2 separate regions of the Mus musculus genome follow, and region 1 is linked to region 2. The links are chromatin contacts, called in public HiChIP or PLAC-seq maps. All regions are on one chromosome and are shown on one strand. The core of a region is the stretch at or near the end of the contact, and the rest is flanking DNA. Distances in the headings are between cores, read along the strand shown. Region 1 overlaps Utp6 (UTP6 small subunit processome component). Region 2 has its middle 12 kb from the start of Gm30561.

What was found. HiChIP or PLAC-seq counts read pairs in DNA pulled down with a chosen protein or histone mark.
Region 1: an H3K27ac HiChIP or PLAC-seq map of acute myeloid leukemia shows a contact between it and region 2, with 8 times the contacts expected there. The contact joins two enhancer-like sites.

The regions. Positions count from the first base shown.
Region 1 is chr11:79,934,933-79,940,200 of GRCm38.p6, forward strand. Utp6 (UTP6 small subunit processome component) reads right to left here. Exons shown (of 19, transcript NM_144826.3): 18 at 2,741-2,813; 19 at 1-1,177. The coding sequence ends at 1,023. Among named protein-coding and RNA genes, the nearest start is that of Utp6, 25 kb to the right of the region's middle. Within about 2 kb of position 1,694, at least 2 of the 459 cell types and tissues checked have an H3K27ac peak or open chromatin away from gene starts, as enhancers often do. A contact at or near this core is called in acute myeloid leukemia, where this site is marked.
Region 2 is chr11:79,290,876-79,296,457 of GRCm38.p6, forward strand. No RefSeq gene overlaps it. Among named protein-coding and RNA genes, the nearest start is that of Gm30561, 12 kb to the right of the region's middle. Within about 2 kb of position 3,221, at least 30 of the 459 cell types and tissues checked have an H3K27ac peak or open chromatin away from gene starts, as enhancers often do. A contact at or near this core is called in acute myeloid leukemia, where this site is marked.

The DNA.
Region 1 (5,268 bases), core at 444-2,943, 640 kb after region 2:
ATGCCATTCTTGGCCTGTCCATCCTTGGGGTAAATCGTTTCCTGTGCCACCTCAACCTTCTTAAAAGACAAACTTCTCCCAATACCCAGCGCCTCCTTCTCTGTCACTCATCTTCCAAGTCTCCCTTTTTCCTGCAGGTGAAGGAAGGCGCTATTTCTTGAATGATTGATTTAAAAGTACAGATCCAATTCAGATACAGGAAAAGAAGTCACTGTTCAGCCTCACTTCGGTGATCTAAGTGACTTTCTGCTCTGCTCTGCCCTAGTGTTGGGATAATCTTGGGCACTGTAAAGGCTGTCTTTGTAGTATTCAGTGTTGATTTTTGAACCAGTAGAGTACTGTCCGGACTTTGGTACTGTTATTTTTATGAAGCATCACCTGCATCGAAGATTGTACACATTCTCCTCTATCACTTCTGATTTGTTTGATAAACAGCTGATGGCTGGGCAGGAGAGTAAAGGTGGGACATCCAAGAAGAGATCGGAACTCTGGGAAGAATTGAGAGGTGGGAGATCTGCCGGCCAGACTTGGAACTTGAATGTACGGGGCTGAGGAGAGGTGATCAGCCAGGTGGTAAACATGGCTAAGCCATAAGGACTAAGCTTTCATAAATAAAGTCTCTTAATCAGTATTCGGGAGCTGGAGGGTTGAGGCAGTCCATCCACACCCTCGTCCCTCCTATCTCCACAGGTATCATGCAGGCTTTCACAACAAGAAGAGAACACACAAAACTATACTTTCTCTTGGGTTTGAACTGGGTCCCTCACACCTAGTCTAGATTAGAGCTGTATATGCTTAGCCTGGAACAAGAATTGAAGCTGAATCATATGATTTCTGTGTATTTTAGATTTAACAGGCACTAGCAGTACTCATTTCTGGAACCAAAGATTAACACCAAGTAAAAGTATGTTACAAAAATCAATCCGTTCTTCTGCCAGCTCTCGACAATTCACACACCAGCTCATCACAAACCTGCCCCGAGACTTGCATCACAACTTCAGCCAACTGGTGGTGCTCGACCACTAGTGGCCAGCCTGGTGCATGGCGTGTTTAGCTACAAACAGCTCTGCTGACTGTCCCTGCAACATTTTCATGGCTCGCCAATAGATCTGTCCGCAGTTCTCAGGTTTACCGAAGGGATGGTTCAATTCTTCCTTGATGTAATCCATCCAAAGATCTTCAAAAGGAACCAAAAAACTACTGTAAACGTAGCTAGAAAACTGGGAAGGCTTTAATTAAGCAAATTTAACTATTAATACTAAGCCAGTTAAAAAGTTCTGAGAAACTTCCGCACATAAAATTAAGAGAATGTAAATATATATGAATAAAATAAGGTACTCTGACACATTTAAGCACTGTGTAGTGTTAAAGTTCAGCCTATCTATTGCCTCAAACATTATCATGCCTTTACAGTAAAAACTTTCAAATTCCTTTCTATCCTCTCTAATTTTTTTTTCCAAGACAGGGTTTCTCTGTGTAGCCCTGGCTGTCCTGGAACTCACTCTGTAGACTAGGCTGGCCTTGAACTCAGAAATCCACCTGCCTCTGCCTCCCGAGTGCTGGGATTAAAGGCGTGCACCACCACTGCCTGGTTTCCTCCCTACTTTTTAAAAGACACGGTACGTGTACCATGTTATCATCTAGTCAGCCCCACACTGTGCCTCAGCAAGCTAGCCCTGTTGTAACTGACTAAGCACTGACAGTTCCTCCTTTCCTACTATGGTGACTACATATGACCAGCTGTGACTACTGGCCTGTACTAGCATTTTCTTTATAAATACTTGGTTTGGTTTTGAAATTTTGAGATAGGGTTTCACCCTGTAGTCCAGGCTAGCCTGGAACTTACTACATAGCCTAGACTGGCCTCAAAACTCCTGGCAATATGCTTCCACCTCTGTAGCAATAAGGTTATAGTCATGAGTCATAAGTTATTTATTTTATATTGTGTGTACATACACACCAACATGTCACAGCATACATGTGTAGGGCAGAGGAGAACTTGCGGAAGTCAGTCCTTTTTTTCTACCATGTGGGTCCAAGAGATCAGATTCATGTCTTTAGGCTTGAAAATAAGTGCCTTTGGCCATATAGCCATCTTACCCGGCCACACAAATTTCTCTTTTTAAGAGACCCAAGGGCGGGGGCTGGTGAGATGGCTCAGTGGGTAAGAGCACCCGACTGCTCTTCCGAAGGTCCAGAGTTCAAATCCCAGCAACCACATGGTGGCTCACAACCATCCGTAATGAGATCTGACTCCCTCTTCTGGAGTATCTGAAGACAGCTACAATGTACTTATATATAATAAAAATAAACAAATCTTTTAAAAAATGATTTCCACCTTTCTTATCTGTATCCCTTTAAAAAAAAAAAAAAAAAGAGACCCAAACCAAGCAAATCTTTCTCTGAGCCACAGTTGGTAAGAGAAGTAGTGGATACAGGGGTTTGCAAACTTAAGTGATAAGAAAACACTACTGCTGCAGAGGTGGAGGCAGGAGCACTACCAGGGGTAGGAGTCTAGGCTATATAGTGAGTTCCAGGCTAGCCTGGGCTACATAGAATGAGAACCTGTCTCAAAAAACACAAGGGGAAAAAAGAAAACAGAAAAAAAAAAAAAAGACAAGACCACACACACACACACACAAGGGAAGAAGGCAGGAGAAGCACTGAAGAACTGTTCTAAGAAGGACAAACCAGAAACACTACCCCAGCCATGTAACAGCCAGAGACTGCAGCTACTCACCAGAATCTGAAGTCCCAAACTCTCTCAGCGCCCTCTCGTAATACTCCCTCAGGTTTACCATCTTGCAGGGTTCCTATAAAAACAATCAGAACATCTGGCTTCATTCATCTGATCATAAATTCATATTTTAAGCAACTACTACCTGTTAGGTTTGAAGGAGAAGGACCAAACCAGCCTAGTTTCTCAACTTATCCGAAAGGAAGGAAGGAAAGACCAGGCGGGGACTGGCCCAGCAACTGAGGACACCTGCCACCAAGCCTGACAGCCTGAGCTCACCCCCAACACAGAAGGAGCCAAGAGTCAACTCTCAAAAGTTATTCTGGGGGCTGGTGAGATGGCTCACTGGGTAAGAGCACCCGACTGCTCTTCCGAAGGTCCAGAGTTCAAATCCCAGCAACCACATGGTGGCTCACAACCATCTGTAACGAGATCTGAAGCCCTCTTCTGGAGTGTCTGAAGACAACTACAGTGTACTTACATATAATAAATAAATAAATCTTTAAAAAAAAAGTTATTCTGACTTTCACAGGTGCACCGTGGTGCTCACAAAATAAACAAGACGGGCTGGAGAGATGGCTCAGCAGTTAAGAGCACTAACTGCTCTTGTGAGAGTCCTGAGTTCCAATCCCAGCAACCACATGGTGGCCCACAACCACCTGTAATGGAATCAGAGGCACTCTTCTGGTGTGTCTGAAGACAGCTGCAATGTACTCATATACATAAAATAAATAAATCTTTAAAAAAAAGAGAGAAAGAAAGAAAGAGAACAAGAACACGTGTTGCTCTTGCAGAAAATCTGAGTTCAGTTCCTATCCTGACACCCAAGTCCTATGGCTCACAAGCACCTGTAACTACAGCTCCAGAGAACTCAAGGCCTCTTCCAGCCTCCAAGGGAATCCGAATTCCTATATAAGTACTTCCACAAAGAAACACACAACTTAATTTTTTTTAAAAAAGCATTGGGGAGGGGGGTAATGGGAGACTTTCGGGATAGCATTTGAAATGTAAATGAAGAAAATACCTAATAAAAAATTGGGGGGGGGGAGCATTTAGTATAAAGTAACTATTTCATGAGTTTAATCCCTAGCACCACTAAAACAAAAATTAGAACACTGGGCAGTGGTGGCACGTGCCTTTACTCTCAGGCAGAGGCAGGAGGATCACTGAGTTCAAGGCCAGCCTGGTCTACACAGTGAGTTCCAGGACAGTCAAAAGCTACACAGAGGAAACCCTGTCTCAAAAAACGAAACAAAACAAAACAAAACAAAAAATATTTTCAAATCTCCCTTCTCCAAGCCACATATTTTACAGTCAGTTTAACTTCACATGCACAAATATGCAAACACTCTGCTACAGAATCATAACACACATGGCACTATCCACCTTCTTTCCTATCCACTATCCCACTGGGCCTTGTGTCTCTCACACGTTTCACAGGCAGAAAGCCTGCCTACACAGATGAGGGGAAGACTGACAATGAAGTGACTTATCTAGGCATAATTATTACGTTAGTAATCAATACAGAGATTGATTATTAAATATTATGCTAAACTGTCTCAGCATGTAAGGCTATATTATACTTCAGCACAAAACAGCTCAATCTCACTAGTGATTTTTCAAAATTCAAATAAAAACAAATACCAAGTAAAATACCAAAATCAAAGAAAAGAAACAACAACAACAAAACAAAGCCAAACACTTAGAGAAGCAAAGAGGAAATGGGTATCTGCATCCATTAGATCCATCAGCTACCTTTATAAACAGTTACAATTCTTTTAGAAAGCTGCATGTTAGCAAATATACATTAGCATATATAACAGACATGATAGCACACATCTGACTTTTTTTTGTTTTTTGTTTTGGTTTTTTCGAGACAGGGTTTCTCTGTGTAGCCCTGGCTGCCCTGGAACTCACTCTGTAGACCAGGCTGGCCTCAAACTCAGAAATCTGCCTGCCTCTGCCTCCCAAGTGTTGGGATTAAAGGCGTGTGCCACCACTCCCAGTACACATCTGATCTTTTAAGAATTTTTTATATATTTATCTATTTTATGTGTTTTACCTGCATGTGTGTGTGTGTGTGTGTGTGTGTGTGTGTGTGTGTGTGTGTATCATGTGTGTACAGTGCTCATGAGGGCTGGAAGATAGTGTTGGGTCCCTACAACTGGAATTACAAACAGTTGTTACAAGTCACAAGGGTTCTGGGAACCAAAACCGGGTTCTATGGAAGAGTAGCCAGTGCTCCTAACCACTGAGCCACCTCTGCAGCTGCTATATGACAATACTTTAAAATTCGTCTTTTTTTTTTTTTGGTGTGTGTGTGGGGGGGGGGGGGTTGGACCATGGTACCACAGACCTTTAATCCCGGCACTCAGGAGGCAGAGGCAGGCAGACCTGAGTTCAAGACCAGGCCAGCATAGTCTACAGAGCAAGTTCCAGGACATCCAGGATTACACAGAGAAACCCTGTCTCAAAAAAGAAAGAAATATACTTTATATATACAATGAGAGAGAGAGAGAGAGAGAGAGAGA
Region 2 (5,582 bases), core at 1,971-4,470:
ATATGCTTGGCCCCGGAAGTGACACTATAAGGAGGTGAGACCTTGTTCAAGGAAATGTGTCACTGTGGGAGTGGGCTTTGAGACCCTCCTTCCCTCCTAGCTGCCTGAGGAGTCAGTCTTCCAGTTCCTCCAGAACAAGATGTAGAGCTCTCAGCTCCTCCTGAGCCATCCCTCCCTGGATGCTGCCATACTTCCTGCTATGATGATAATGGACTGAACCTCTGAACCTGTAACCTAGCCCCAGTTAAAGGCTGTCCTTTATAAGAGTTGCCTTAGTCACAGTGTCTCTTCCCAGCAGTAAAACCTTAACTAAGACAGTACCAAAGCGGCCTCCAGATTCTCCCAGCATCCTTCAGTCCCTCTCTGGGATCTTTTCAGCAGTGGGGCTGGGCTTCCCTTCCTGAGGAGCTCTTCCCTACATAATGAAGACATTTTGCTTTCTCCCTCCTCCAACCCAACCCCATTCTCTCTGTTTCCCTCCTCCTCCCTCCATGTGTCCCTGCTTGCCCAAGCTCACAGGCTTTCTCTCTTCCTCTTCCTCTTCCTCCTCCCCTCTGACTCTCTCCCTATGGCGACTTCCCTGGCCATGGGACCAGTGAACCTGCCTGAGAGCGGCTCCAAACAAGCCTGCCTTTATGTACTTTAATCTGGCTTGGGTTGACTTGTTCACTAGTTAATTAACTTATCACTCAGGTGCTCTGGATCGCAATCTAGAGTTGTGCCTCTGTCCCTGCCTGCTCCAGATGTGCCTCAGCTTCTTGGCCATTTCTGAAACCCTCCCACCTGCTGGAAAGAACTAAGAGACAGATGAGTCAGAAGGGAAGTGCCCGCCTGAATCCCTAAAGTGACTTCCTTTCTCTAAAGGAGATCTGCCCCCCCACCCCACCCCCAAGAATTAACCCTAGGGTAGGTCCTAGAGGGAGGAGATGGAGGAGGCAGTGACCTGCCCATCCCCTCCCAGCACCAAGCCGACTTGTCAGTCAGCTGGCCTTGTTATAATTAGCCAGGACAGGTAAACCTCACGGGTGATGCTCTCCTGCCCCAGTACAGGAGAGGGGTGGGAGCTGGGGCCAACGTGGTAGCGGCAAATGTCTTTGCCAAAATCATCCCCCTTCATTTTTTCCAACTAAAACCAAAGGTCTCAGGCAAGCTGGAACACATGCATTACCTCCAACTCACAACTCCAGCGCCCACCCAGGAAGACCTTCTATGGGGGCTCTTGAAGCCATCCAAGGGTGTGTTGACTGGCCACAGGGAAACAAAGGTGGGGCTCTGGGGTGTTCAAGGGCAAGTTAACAATGCTAGAGAAGCTGAGATAAATGGGTTGCTGAGACCACTCCAGGTCAGCAAGGAGGGACACACACACACACACACGCACACACACACACACCAGCCCAAAAGGACATTTATTCTGGTTGAGTAAAGCAGAGAGATGAAGGTGGAGTCCCTGGGTTAAAGTATAACGCATTTATAGCCCTCCTCCCCCAGAGCCTCCTTTCTCTCCTCACTGGGGTGGGAAGGACGGTTGAGGTTGACCAGTCTTCTAGAACCTCCCACAATGTGTACTTAGGTCCCTGTATCACTAATGAGTTTGGGGGTAGCTTCCCCCCAGGTTCAGCATCTGGGACCTTGCTGTCTCTTCAGTCTCCATGGCTGCCCATTCAAACCCTGAGTAGCTGAGACAGAAATTTCATTTTAGTGGAAAAGACAGACCAAGGAAAACTTAACAAGTGAGAGATGAAAATGAACCTGAGGGGCTGGAGAGATGGCTCAGGGGTTAAGGGCACTGACTGCTCTTCCAGAGGTCCTGAGTTCAAATCCCAGCAACCACATGGTGGCTCACAACCATCTGTAAAGGGATCTAATGCCCTCTCCTGGTGTGTCATCTGAAGAGAGTGACAGCGTAATCACATACATAAAACAAATAAATAAATCGTAAAGGGTGTGTGAGAGAAGGAATAGGAAAGAGGGGTGTGAGCTACTGTGGGGAGGAACCCAAGAGCAGAACCTAGCACAGAAAGAGATATGAATAAGCCTGGTATCTGGGGAAACTGAATTCAACATGTACTAGCATGCATGTGTGCCTGCATGCGCACACGTGTACACACACATCAAAACAAAACATGAAATTACATTGGCAGGCACTGATGGGTGCTGTGTTTGGAGAAAGTTGACACCACTTACCAGCAGCTACAAATGAACACTTTTTTCCCCAGTTCTCAAATATAGAAAGTGCTGCTCTGTCACACCAGACCTTTCCAGTCCAGATCCAGGCCAGAGGAAGAAGGCATGACTGGCCTCCTGAAAGACTTGTACAGCAAGAATTAGGTGTTTAAAAGGAAGCAGGAAGTTTCTTAGTTTCTTTTTGAATCAACCCTTCCTTCGACTTTCTTGTCCCTTGAATAACAGTCAATGGAAGGAAGAAGAAATGGAGGTTTGGGGCTGGAGAGATGGCTCAGTGGTTAAGACCACCGACTGCTCTTCCGAAGGTTCTGAGTTCAAATCCCAGCAACCACATGGTGGCTCACAACCATCTGTAATGAGATCTGATGCCCTCTTCTGGTGCATCTGAAGACAACTACAGTGTACTTAGATATAATAATAAATAAATCTTTAAAAAAAAAATGGAGGTTTTTGGATTTTTTTTCTTTTTTGGTTTTTCGAGACAGGGTTTCTCTGTATAGCCCTGGCTGTCCTGGAACTCACTTTGTAGACCAGGCTGGCCTCACACTCAGAAATCCACCTGCCTCTACCTCCCAAGTGCTGAGATTAAAGGTGTGTGCCACCACTGCCCAGCATAAACAGAGGTTTTATTTTACTTGACTTCTTAGAGTTTTAGGGGGCTTTCAGGTTATGTAGTCCAGGCTAGCTCAGAACTTGTGATGGTCTAACCTCAGTATCCTGAGTGCTGAGATCCTAGGGATGTGCCGCCACACCCACCTGCCATCTCTTTCATCTTAGGTTTTGAGTGTGCATCTTGGGAGGTTCCTAAGGAATAGCAGGTCTTGTCTCTGTCCTGTCCTTGTTGGACTTTTATGCTGTTACAGCCAGGAGATGGGTGCCACACCAGATGTGGGTGTTTGGGAACTCATTGCCTCTTTGTCTGGCAGTGTGCATATTTCTTTATGGAAGCCCAGCATGTTGCAGCTTCTCTCTCCTGCCCGCCACATATAGCTGCTTGTTGTTTTGGCTCCTCCCACAACCTAGTCCACTAGTCTGGTAAAGCATAAACCTTGCCCTGGAGGAGCTGTCACAGCATGGGGAAGAGTGCAGTAATGACAGAGAGCAGAGTCTTAATTAGGGTTTTTATTGCTGCAATAAAACATCATGACCAAGGAAACCTGGGAGGAAAGGGTTGATTCAGCTTGCACTTCCTGAAGGCAGCTGCAGATGCAGAGACCCTGCAGAATACTCCTTATGGGTTTGCTCTGCATGGCTTGCTCAGTCTGCTTTCTTATAGAACCCAGGAACACCAGCTCAGGGATGATACCACCTATCAATCTCTAATTAAGAAAATGTCCCAGAGGCATGATCTACAGCCTGATCTGGGTTTTTTTGTTTGGTTGGTTGGTTTTTGGTTTTCAAGATCTCTCTGTGTAGCCTTGGCTGACCTCAAACTAAGAGATCCACTTGCCTCTACCTCATGAGTGCTGGAACTAAATGTGTGTAGCACCACTACAAAGCCAGCCTGAAGTTATAGAGACATTTCTTTTTTTTTTTTCTTTTCTTTTCTTTTTTTTTTTTTTTTTTTTTTTTTTTTTTGAGACAGGGTTTCTTTGTGTAGCCTTGGCTGTCCTGGAACTCACTCTGTAGACCAGGCTGGCCTTGAACTCAGAGATCCGCCTGCCTCTGCCTCCCAAGTGCTGGGATTAAAGGCGTGCGCCACCACACCCGGCAATATAGAGACATTTCTGAAGGCCCCCTCTTCTCTGTGTCAAGTTGACATAAACCAGAAAAAGTGGCTAGACAAAACACACTGAGAGGTCAAAAGTGAATCCCTGAGATGAACAATCTTCTGAGGAGTAGGCAACTCAGTACAACAGCAGAACTGATGGCTGGCTCCTACCGTGGTCCTCTGTCTCTGTCTCTCTCTGTCTCTCTCTCTCTCTCTGTCTCTCTCTCTTTCTTTCTCTCTCTGTTTTATTTTTTGAAACGGGGTCAAATTCCTGATCTTCTCCAGTGCTGGAATTACGGGCATGAACCATCTGTTTTATCGTGTTGGGTTTTTTTTTTTTAATATAAGATTTATCTTATGTGTGTGGATGTTTTGCCTGAATGCATGTTTGTACAACGCAACACATCCATGCCTGATCCCCACAAAGGACAGAAGGGGGCTCCAGATCCCCTGAAACTGGAGCTACAGATGGTTGTGAGCCACCATGTGAGTGCTAAGAATCAAACCTTGGTCCTCTGAGCATCTCTCCGGCCCCTGTCTTGTTCTTTTAAATAGTGGAGAGGTGTTTCCTTTCTATGTCTGTGCCATTATCAATAGCAATACTTGTTTTCCCTCTAGAGACAGGGTCTTTTCTTTTTTCTTTTCTTTCTTCCTTTTTTTTTTTGTTTTGTTTGTTTGTTTTGGTTTTTCAAGACAGAGTTTCTCTGTATAGCCCTGGATGTCCTGGAACTCACTTTGTAGACCAGGCTGGCCTCTAACTCAGAAATCCGCCTGCCTCTGCCTCCCGAGTGCTGGGATTAAAGGCCTGTGCCACCACTGCCTGGCTGTAGCTCTGCTTGGCATGATATTCAATATGCACCCCAGGCTAATCATAAATATGTAGTTACCTTCCTGTTTTAGCCCCAAAGTGTTGGGACTCCACTGCAAACCATCACCATCACATATAGCCTTTCAAACTTTTTAAAATGAAAATGGGAGAGAGAGAAATATTAGCTATACCCCAGCTTGAGAAGAATTTTGCTGAGGTAAATATTTTTTTAAATGGTAAATTGGGAGCTGTAGAGATAGCTCAGAGGTTAAGAGTATTTGCTACTCTTACAGAGTACCTGAGTTCAGTTCTCAACACCTGGAGCCACCTGTAACTACTGGGAAGGCAGAGGCAGGCAGATTCTGTGAGTTCAAGGCCAGCCTGGTTCGTAGCAAGTTCCAGTACAGTTAGAGCTACTTAGTGAGACCCTGTCCCCACAAAACAAAAACAGGTGGGGCATGGGGCTGTTTTAATCCCAGTACTAAGGAGGCTGAACCAGGAGGATCACCCTTTCCAGACAAGCCTGGGCTCCTTCCATAGGGAGAACCTGCCTTAAAATGTAAAAACCAACAAAAAGGTTTGGTAGACAAGACTCTGTCTGCTGTGTTAAGTCTCTTTATTTACACTCACCCTGAGTATAAAACCACCCCACATGTCACCTGCTACCAAGCAATTTCCTTCGCCCATCAGGGGAGTAAAGGTTTTATGTTTGACAAATAAGGTAAAAAGCACACAGTACAAGGCTAAGCAAAGGAACAGGAAAAACAGCCCCAGAATACTACATATCAGGAAGAAAGTTGATCTGAGCTTTAAGGGACTTCTCCTGACCTCTGCTGGCAATGTTTGGTATTGCACTGCCTGAGTGGTTTGTTTGTTTGT